Linked DNA regions of Arachis hypogaea: region 1 is linked to region 2. Evidence: chromatin contacts called from public Hi-C data. All regions are on one chromosome and are shown on one strand. Each heading gives the region's core, a stretch centred on a gene start, on an enhancer-like site or on the middle of the called end of the contact. The rest is flanking DNA. Distances are from core to core; before and after follow the strand shown.

What was found. Hi-C and Micro-C count contacts between places; a contact is called where the count stands out from the background.
Region 1: a Hi-C map of an unstated tissue shows a contact between it and region 2, with 4 times the contacts expected there. The contact joins the enhancer-like site here to the promoter of LOC112702381 in region 2. A contact is called at or near these places in 3 of 8 Hi-C or Micro-C datasets (leaf and an unstated tissue).

What each region holds. Positions count from the first base shown.
Region 1 is chr7:9,809,185-9,814,161 of arahy.Tifrunner.gnm2.J5K5, forward strand. No RefSeq gene overlaps it. Among protein-coding and RNA genes, the nearest start is that of LOC112701100, 12 kb to the right of the region's middle. Within about 2 kb of position 3,602, at least 2 of the 3 cell types and tissues checked have open chromatin away from gene starts, as enhancers often do.
Region 2 is chr7:9,748,728-9,753,626 of arahy.Tifrunner.gnm2.J5K5, forward strand. LOC112702381 reads left to right here and starts at 3,233. Exons shown (of 4, transcript XM_025753383.2): 1 at 3,233-3,816; 2 at 3,947-4,230. The coding sequence starts at 3,525.

The DNA.
Region 1 (4,977 bases), core at 2,352-4,851, 61 kb after region 2:
GTGTGTCTCGAAGAGGAGTGGGGGTTCACGTGCAATATAAGAACTGCACCCACCACATACATTTGCTTCTTCCTCTCTCTTCTTCTGCCATCACAAATTCTAAATCAATCACTATTTTTTGTTATATATGTATATCTATGTACTTCTCATTTTCTTTCTCTATTTTTTTCCCAACCATTTCACCAACTATCCAGTTTGAATTCAACCTTCTAGCTCTTTGGCATCTCTACTCAATAAATAAATAACTAAATGGTCAGTTCAACTTCAATCTCTACTTTAATTTTTTGTTTATTTTCATTTATTTAGTTACATAAATATATTTTACAAAAAATAATATAATTTTTTCACAAAATAAATTTTTTTTTCAAATAAATATAAGTTTAATCTCACAATCAATATATACATTCTATTTTATTAAGTATAAAAATGTGTGAAAATGAAAAAAAAAAACATATATTGTTGGAAATTGGAATGGAACGAATCTTTGTTTATATTACAAAAGAAGATTCATTTTTCATTGTTCAAATATTCCTTGCTCATAATCTTATTGCTTTTATGTTATTGGTTACCTTTGATTTTGTTTCAAGTTTTCTCTCTTGGCAAGTAATTTTCAAATGAAAAAAGAAGTGTAAAATTCTATCTTTATTATAAGGAATGTTGTGGCGTAAAAGAAGTGTGAAACTAATTTTCTTTTTGGTATATTGATTTGAATGGATTAAAAAATTTGGTAATAAAAGAAGGCTTAGCATGTGGCACACAAAATAATGCAAAAGATATACAGGCTTGTTCATTCTCTTAGATTTTGTCAAACATATTTTTCCTGGTCAAAACTCAAAATATAGTACTATTTTTAGTTCTCCCTATTTTTAGTACTATATCCTGAATTCTTAATTTACTTTATCTAAGAAATTTTATGCCTTACCATCAAGTTATTATTGGACTAAGGATAAATAATTTAGTTTTTTTTTTTAATAGAGATAAGAATACAAGTTTGGACAAATATAAAACTATATTTATTATTAGAAAAAATGAATAGTTTTAAATTGTTTTGTTTTTCAAAATACAATAATAATGTCTTTTATAATTTCATTAAATTCATTAAAAAATGGAAAATTGTATTGTCTCCTCGTGCACTTTTTTAATTCATTGCAATATAATTGTTATAAAAATTGTATAATCCTAACTCAATTTGAAAATTTAATATATATTTTTGTTTCAAAAAAAACCAAGCAGAAGCCAAAGAAAAGGCAAAAGCCTAAGAAATTTTTAAAGTTAGTTTAAGAGATAATAATAATTTCTTATTACTTATGAAAAGTATTTTCATTTTATCTTCAAATAATGTAAGACTTTTAATAAGTAACTGAATAATTAGAGAGATGATAATATCATTTTTATTTTGATAATTTTATTTATTTTTTATAAATTTATATAAATATATAATATAAAAAATATTATGTAAAGAGTGATGTTATCAAAAATAAAAATTAAATTATAATTTTCTGAATAATTACTGTGGGAACTTCATTTTTAATAATTGATATGTAAAAAATTATCTGTCGCATTTCGCAAATAAATAAGAAAACAATCTAAAAATAAATTGAATCTCCTTCTGCTCTTGAAATCCATACTTATCTTAAAAAAAAAAGTAAGCAAAGCAATAATAATGGAAGCCAATAAAAGAATTGTAGAGCCATCACACGTGCAATTACGATGACAAGACAGCGACATGGGTAGTGCACAAAGAAAAAAAATGAGTACACTAATGACGTAGATTAGTAACAGTTGGATTTGACATTGGGAATGATTAATTATGGGACCATATTGTATTAATCATCATTAGGAGCACACAAATACACCTGGAAAAATAAAGGGTTTAGCCATTCAGGGATAAGCTTTTTTCTATTCCCACTTTTGTCCTTTTATTATTATTATTTTTTTCTTGTTAGTGAACCCATTTATTAGTCCACTTGTTATTGGAATGTCCTTTGCAATTTTTGGGGATGAAATTCCAGAAATTCTTGAATTTTAAGATCACTAAGAAAATAAAAAGAAAGCTGTTAATTTAATTTTACTGGCTGTGGGTTAGTATAGTCTCGTAGGTAAAAGTCAATTTATAGCATAACACTTGATAATCAACTTGGGTTGGTCGACAGTTCATTTGTCTGCTTAAACAAATGTTGGGAGTTCAAACTCCGCCTGCTGCATGCAGCAAGTTGGCCAGCGGCAGACCCTTAAATGGAGCTCAGATGCGACGAATTAGTTCTTAACCATTAGTTCTTAACCTGTCGGGTTAGAGAATATCATACCGTTTGGGTGAATAAAAAAAATAGCATAACACTTGACAAGTGTTTAAAAGAGTTTAGCTTACTAAAAGTTCTAAATTTTGGTTTAATAATAAGGGTTCAATCTACCATTTTATCTAATTAATTTTAGTAAATATCTTTAAAGATATGTTTGTAAATTTTGATTTTGGAGCAAAACTAAGAAATATAAAAGACTTAAAATCATAAATATTATTAATGATTAATCCATCGCGAATTTGAGTTTCATTAAAATGTTTATTATTAGCCAATGTACTGCATATACCAGACGAGATACAAACACCGACATCTATACCCTAATTAATTTTATTATTTATTCATTACCATGTTTTGAATCACTACAAAGCTAATGATCTATTATTATGTATGTAATAAACAAAAGAGAATGCAAATTTCTCCTTGATTTTTTAGAGATGCATACTTCAACATCAACATGTGTTAATTATGATGGGACGGAACAGCTTTTACAGAATCCCCACATCAAACATTTGGAAAAAAGAAAAAAGAAAAAAGAAAAAAGAAGATGAATTTGTAATTTATTTAGGCTAATGAATGTTTGTGTATGATCCCATTCTTGTGACACTCTTTACAGCCTACAATGTACATGATTGTGATGATCAATTGACAACAGCACTATAATGGGTTAGGAAAGTGGTTTACCTTTAATAATGCAACCAATTAGATACATCAACTTTTTCATGATCCAAATGGACGTATATTGTTGCTTAGCTATAATAAATAGTGTACATGGCTGCTACAATTGTGAGGTTAGTGCTCTATAAGACCACTACACGTGACAAAAGTAGGAATTAACGACATGCCATGATAACTCCATCTTTTCGTTTTTGCATGTGCATCCATATTTCTTTAGTTTTTCCCTTACTCCCATCTAGAACATTTAAACTCATTATGTATGTGTAAACAATGTTAAGATATATATAAAAAAATCACTCAGCAAATCAACTATTCGTATAAAATATTGTTCGGTATTTTGGATATCGAACGGTTCGGAGGGATCCTCAGATGGATAAATGGGGCATAGCCTGGAATCGGGCCACGAGGATAGAGTTGGAGTAGCTGACGTCCCGAGCTCTTAACGCGGAGGGGGTGTCACCTGCAAAGACACTCCGAGTCAGTTGAATGTGCAGACGAAAAAGGAATAAAGTGGTGTATAACGTACCTTGGGAGAGGAATAAGACCCTCTCTATATATACTGTGTCAGAAGTGGATCCGATCAAAGAAGACCCACCTTCCTCGAAACTTCCTCATACAGCCGTAGTGATGAGCTGTCAGGGATGCGTATCCGGACCGGTGGCTAAGCGGCTCGCACCCGACCGTTCGGATCGGGTGGCCTACGTGTCGGGTCGACCCGCAATCAGTTTGGGCCAGGTCACAACAAATATATATTAAAAATAAATTTAATATTATATATATTTATACACAAATATATAATAATTAATTTTTTATATATACATAATATTTTTTTATGTGTAAATTATTGTTTGCGTGTGTGCTCATTTTTTTTTAAAGAATTGATGATGTACTGAAGGTGGTCTAGTTATAACTTACAAATGATCACATAATATTCATGTCTTACGCTTGTTATTATAAATATCATTTATATATGAAAGAATTTGATTGTATGATCCAATACTTTATTTTATTTATATTTTGTCATGAAAATATTATATTTATATAGTGAACAACATGAATACATCATAATGAAATCCTTAAAGTCTGATTGATTTGTATTTTTATTTTTAATTTTTTTTAAAATTTTGTGAAAAAAATAAAAACAATAATAACATTTTTTTTATTTTCACATTCTATTTTTATTTTTTATCACAAACTTTTAAAAATAAAAACAGAAAATAAAAATATAAATCAAATGTAACCTTTTTCTTTAGGAGTTGGCATTCTTTTTGGGGCTGATTGGCATTGTGTATATGGGCTTTACAGACCTATTCATTATTCAGACCTTATTTGTGAATGGCCCGTCCAAATTTTGTGGCAAACCCATCTTTTCCCCTTGTTTTTTCTTGAGAAAAGTCACTTTGGACCAAGGTGTCTAAATCAGCCCCAGGCCATAAAATGTGAGGAAACACGAAATAGTTTGATTCATGAAAATTACACCAAAAAAAAAAGTTTAATTCATGAAAATAAATAACATTGCAAGACCTATATATATATATATATATTGGAGAATTTTGTGTTTAGAAATGTTACTACTAGTGAAGTTAAAATAATTACTTTATGTAATAATAAAAAATGAAATGAAGACTTTTAGTAATAGTACTCCTTAAAACCTCTGATCATAGTGTGTATATATAGATAGCATATTTTTTTTGTCTTTAAAATTTGTCCAACATTTTAAAAATAATTTTTAAGTTTTTTTTTTATTTCAAAAGTTTTTAATTTATATCAAATGTATTTTTGATTGCTAAATTTTTAAAAAATTTAAGACTAATTTAACAATGTTTGATAATTAAGAATCAGTTATGTTATTTGTGTTAAAGGTTATTGTTACAAATTATTATTGAATTAATGTTAAATTTTTTGAAAATTGGCTTTAAATGATATATTTGATACAAAAAAAAAATTAAAAAAAATTAAAATAAAATAAAATTTAAGAATATTTTTAAAATTTTTAACAAAT
Region 2 (4,899 bases), core at 1,983-4,482:
TTTTTTTATTTAATAAATATAAGATAAATATATTAAAATACATTTCAAATAATAAAAACTAATTGTATTACAAATTTACAACACTAACAGTACGTCTGAAAAGAAATGTTTCAAAAATCAAAATCACAAGAATTTACGCAGTACCATGGAATCCTCTTCATAAGAACAACATCTCCTCAGTTTAGAAGGGCAGATAGCCGTGGTTGCATTGATCTCGATGAATGTCATTCTGAGGATTGTCATCAGAATTGACAAAGGTACAATATTTATACTCTTATTTTATATAATTCTCTTTTTTATGTACTCTCATTTTTAAGGTCGAATTCACGCGTACTCTCATTTTATATACTTTATTTGTTCTGTATTTATAACTTATATTTATTTTCTAATATTAATATAATTTATTTTTATATTTAAAAATATTAATTTTAAATATTTTTTATTGTAAAATAATTTTTTTACATCGTGTTTTTAAATGCCATAATCGTATTTTATTAACAAAATAAATAAAATAATTTGTTATATTTAAATAAAAATATAATTTTAAAATCTAAAATAATTAGAAATATATTTTAAAAACAAACTAACTAAACATATTTTTTATATAAACGGTGAAGTACTTATAATAAATGGAACTCCACTGAACTTCCGACCGGCGAACTCCCCTAAACGACAAACTCTCCTGAACAGTAAATTCTTGAACGGCCATACCCGCACAAATTATTTTATTTATTTTGTTAAATAAGATACGATTATGGCATTTAAAAACACAATGTAAAAGAATTATTTTACAATAAAATGTATTTAAAATTAATATTTTTAAATGCAAAATAAATTATATTAATATTAAAAAATAAATATAAGTTATAAATATAAAATAAATAAAGTATACAAAATGAGAGTACACGTAAATTTAACTTTAGAGATGGGAGTACCAAAAAAAAAAAGAGATTATATTAAATAAGAGTATAAATAAATTTTTATATTAGTCTTTATACCCCTTGTCAATTTTATTAATATTCTTTTTTTCAAATTAAATGAAAAACACAAAAACATATAACAACCAAAAAATAAATAATATGCTAGTAAAAAATATTATCATATTCTCATAAAATAAAAAATATATCATCACAAAATTATAGAAAAATACAAAAAAAACATTAAAGATAAAAAGTAGCTTGAAATAAAAAATAGCTGACTATACCCAAAAAAAATAAAACTCAAATCTCATACTACTTAATATTCCATTTTAATGTTAAATCAATCATGTTTTCATACTTTATTTTCATTTTCATCGAAAATAAAAATGAAAACGCCTAAATCAATTAGCTATTTTTTGTATTTTTAATAATAAAAATTTCAATTTATAATTTAACATATGTCTTAGGTATTATTTGAATGTAAGAAGAAAAATAAGAAGAAAGAAAATAAAAGAAAATAAAAGAAAAGAAAAAAAAAAAGAAAAGAAAAAATTAATTTTTTTGGTACGTTGTATTATATTTTTTATATTATACAAAGAATAAATTTATAATTTGCTAATTTTTTTTTATCAATTTTCTTTGCATGGTTTAAAAAATTTTGACATGGATTTTACATTATTTTTTTTTTCTCTTTCACCCAATTTTTCTTCTCATCCAATTAAAAAAAAAACTTATTTTTTTATTTTTTACATTTTTTCTCTCCATATTCCTTTGAACCAAACATAATGTTAAAGTATAAGATAGATAAATTCTAAAATATAACAAAAATGATAAACTTGTGCCTAACACAAAAAGTAAATATTTAGATGCAGTTGTATTTATATAAAATTTATAATTAAAAAATATTAGATGATAATTTAACTAAATTTATTAAATTATCTAATAATTTTTAAATATCAACTTATACAAAAATACCTGAATACGAGTTTTCATCCGTACAAAAAAAATCTTATTAGTGATTAGACATTAATTAGGGGCAGCGTGTCCCTCGCAGTATCTAACTATCCATGATACAATTGTGACTTTACCAAATCAAAAAATTGTCCCGGCTGCCAGAGCTGACCATAATATTATTAAGCATGTTTGACTTAAGAAATTTCTGATGATAAAACATATGAGTAAATGAGTAATTAACATCGCTTTTCTTGAACCTCAATCACTTAACTCCGTAACTATATTATATGATACTTTCTTGTTTCTACATATAACCTCATCACATGCTGCACTTTACCCTTCAACTCAGATTAGTCTCTTCTTAATTAGGTTAATGTCATAGGCAATGACGAAATTGCATGCTTAATTTGTAATAATCTCATACTTAAAAATAAATAAATAAATAAATAAAGTTCAAGTGAATTTTCATAAAGATATATAATTATATAGATATAGATTTGTGACGGTAAGTCCAAGATTTAATTATGTTATTAGTGAATTTAATCAAAGGATTTTTTTACCTATTATTATTTGGTCGTTATCACCCGTTCATATATATTCTTGCAACGAGGAATGAGTTTAATGGAAAAGAATTATTTGTTCACATACACTGAACCATAATTCAAATATCAACTAATCACGTCTTAAACAATATTTGTTTAACTAGGTAGAAAATATTTTTTTATCAGAAATATTAGAAAAATAATATCTAAAATTATCTTATATAATATAATATTTAAAATTTTCTACACATAATATTCATAACTATATTACTCAATTATTTTAATAATAATTAATAAATATTAAATAAGATAAATTTAAGCTATTTGAATTGATTTCTTATTGTTTCTAAAATAATATTATATTTTTATATACTAAGAAGAGTGATTTTTTCTTGACACTAATTTATTATGACCTCATGTTTAAAGAAATGAAAGAAAATTTATAAAAAAAAAAACTAAATAAGTGATTATAAAGTAATATTGAATAACAAAATTACTTGATAAAAGAAATGCGAAATCTCTTATAAGTGTAATGGCTTTATTTAATCAATATTATTGTTTTAATTTAACAACTTAAGTTCACTATATATGTTTATAATAAGTTAATAACAAGTATAGTTTTTTATTAAATCCGAGTTTACCGTAACGTTTGACCTAATTAACAACCAGATAAATTTGTCTTTTCACCGCGTTGAGAATCCAAAAATTTTCAACAGTTTTAATCATTTATAACCAATTCTGATTCTTCTAGATAGTACCTAAAATAGTAAAATTTGTAGTAATCATAAATACTAATCTTCTGCGTTGTATTAGAGAGAGAGAGACATGAAGAAAGACTTGAAAAAATAAATTTAAAAAAAATCTAGAAGTCTTTGTTGGGCGTTATAAAGTTCCAACTTCTAATCTATTTGTCTTCACTCAACATAGTAGACAAGTATTGGTCAAAAAAATAACACATTTCTTCCTCTCTATTCTTTTCTCCCTAAAATATATTGTAAACCTTTTGTTTTTGTATCTCAATTCAATTCACACACACACATATATATACTCCTTCATTTTCTCTAAGAAACCCATAGTTTTGGAAGAATCTTGGAAAGAAGCATAAGAGATGGGTTTTTCAAAAGAAGAGAAATCAAAGAGGGTATTGAGGGTTGTGAAGACACTTTTCTTTTTAATCACAATGATTATGTCATTGCTTCTCATCTCTGCTCCCACCATTCTTGTTATTGGCGATGCTCTGCTTCCCTCTGCTCTTCTCTCTGTTTTTTCTTCTTCATCATTGTTGTCGCCGCCATCATCTATCAAAACAACTCTGTTTTCTCATCTTCAGAATTACGATTTTCGATACTCCCTCGTCGATATCCCCCTCCTATCCATCGCTCGATCTCTCGTTATATTCTGTAAGTAATTATGATGCATAAATACCATAGTTTTTTAATCAAAAAGCAAAGAAAAATATATACTCTGTTTTCCTCTGTTTCTTAATGTTATGCTCTGTTTTCCTCTGTTTTTGTCCCCTGTTTTTTTCAGGTGTTTATAGCTTATGTGATGGGCCAAGGCTTTCAAATGGTCCATATTTGGGTGTAACAACGGTGTGTTCGGTGTTTTCTTTGATGTTTGTGTCATTGAAAGCTGTTTACATATTTGGGAGTGGAACAACAGCAGCAACAAAAGAGTATTATTATGTTAGAAGCTCCGAAATAGCTTTATTTGTGTGCTCTTATGTTTTTGCTGTGGGGCATGTTGTTGTTGCATACAGAACAAGTTGCAGAGAGAGAAGGAAGCTTTTGGTCTACAAAATTGACATTGAAGCTGTAAGTCTTTCATCCTCAATTTCTATTCCATTTGGCATCAAAATCAATTTACTTAAAAAACAAGTTATTTTGAAAAGGGATGAGTCAATTAAGTGTTTGTATTTTTCTATTTTTTAACTCATTAGTTGTTTAAGTGCAACTCCCTAAGAAATTAGTTGTTTTAAAACAAATTGATATCTATTTAAAGGATTTAATCATATAGTATCACACCAACAAAAGTACCATTAATCTGAAAGATATAAACATCTTATATATATATATATATATATATAGTGACAATGATTTTGTAATTTGTTTTATATTATCAAAGAATGATAAAATTGAACTCTTCTTTTATTAGTCATGAAAATATCATTACCCATTGAAAACGGAAATATACACACGTTTTTAAACCAAATTTAAGAGGAAATGGGTTATGGGGTCCCACTTAGGTACAATAAAACACCAATGAAACTTCCTTGTATGACCTTAGTGCCATAGGTGTGGTTGAGTATATTCCAATAGAAAACAATGTTTTTAATTTTTGCTTGCTTGTGGTGGTGCACCATTAAGTTTTCTTTGAATTCTTCAACCCTAAAATTCAAATTCAATATTATGCTTAGCTTTAACAAATAACAAAATATCTCTATTAATAACTTTTCAATTCAGCTACATAGTGCTGGTGAGAAA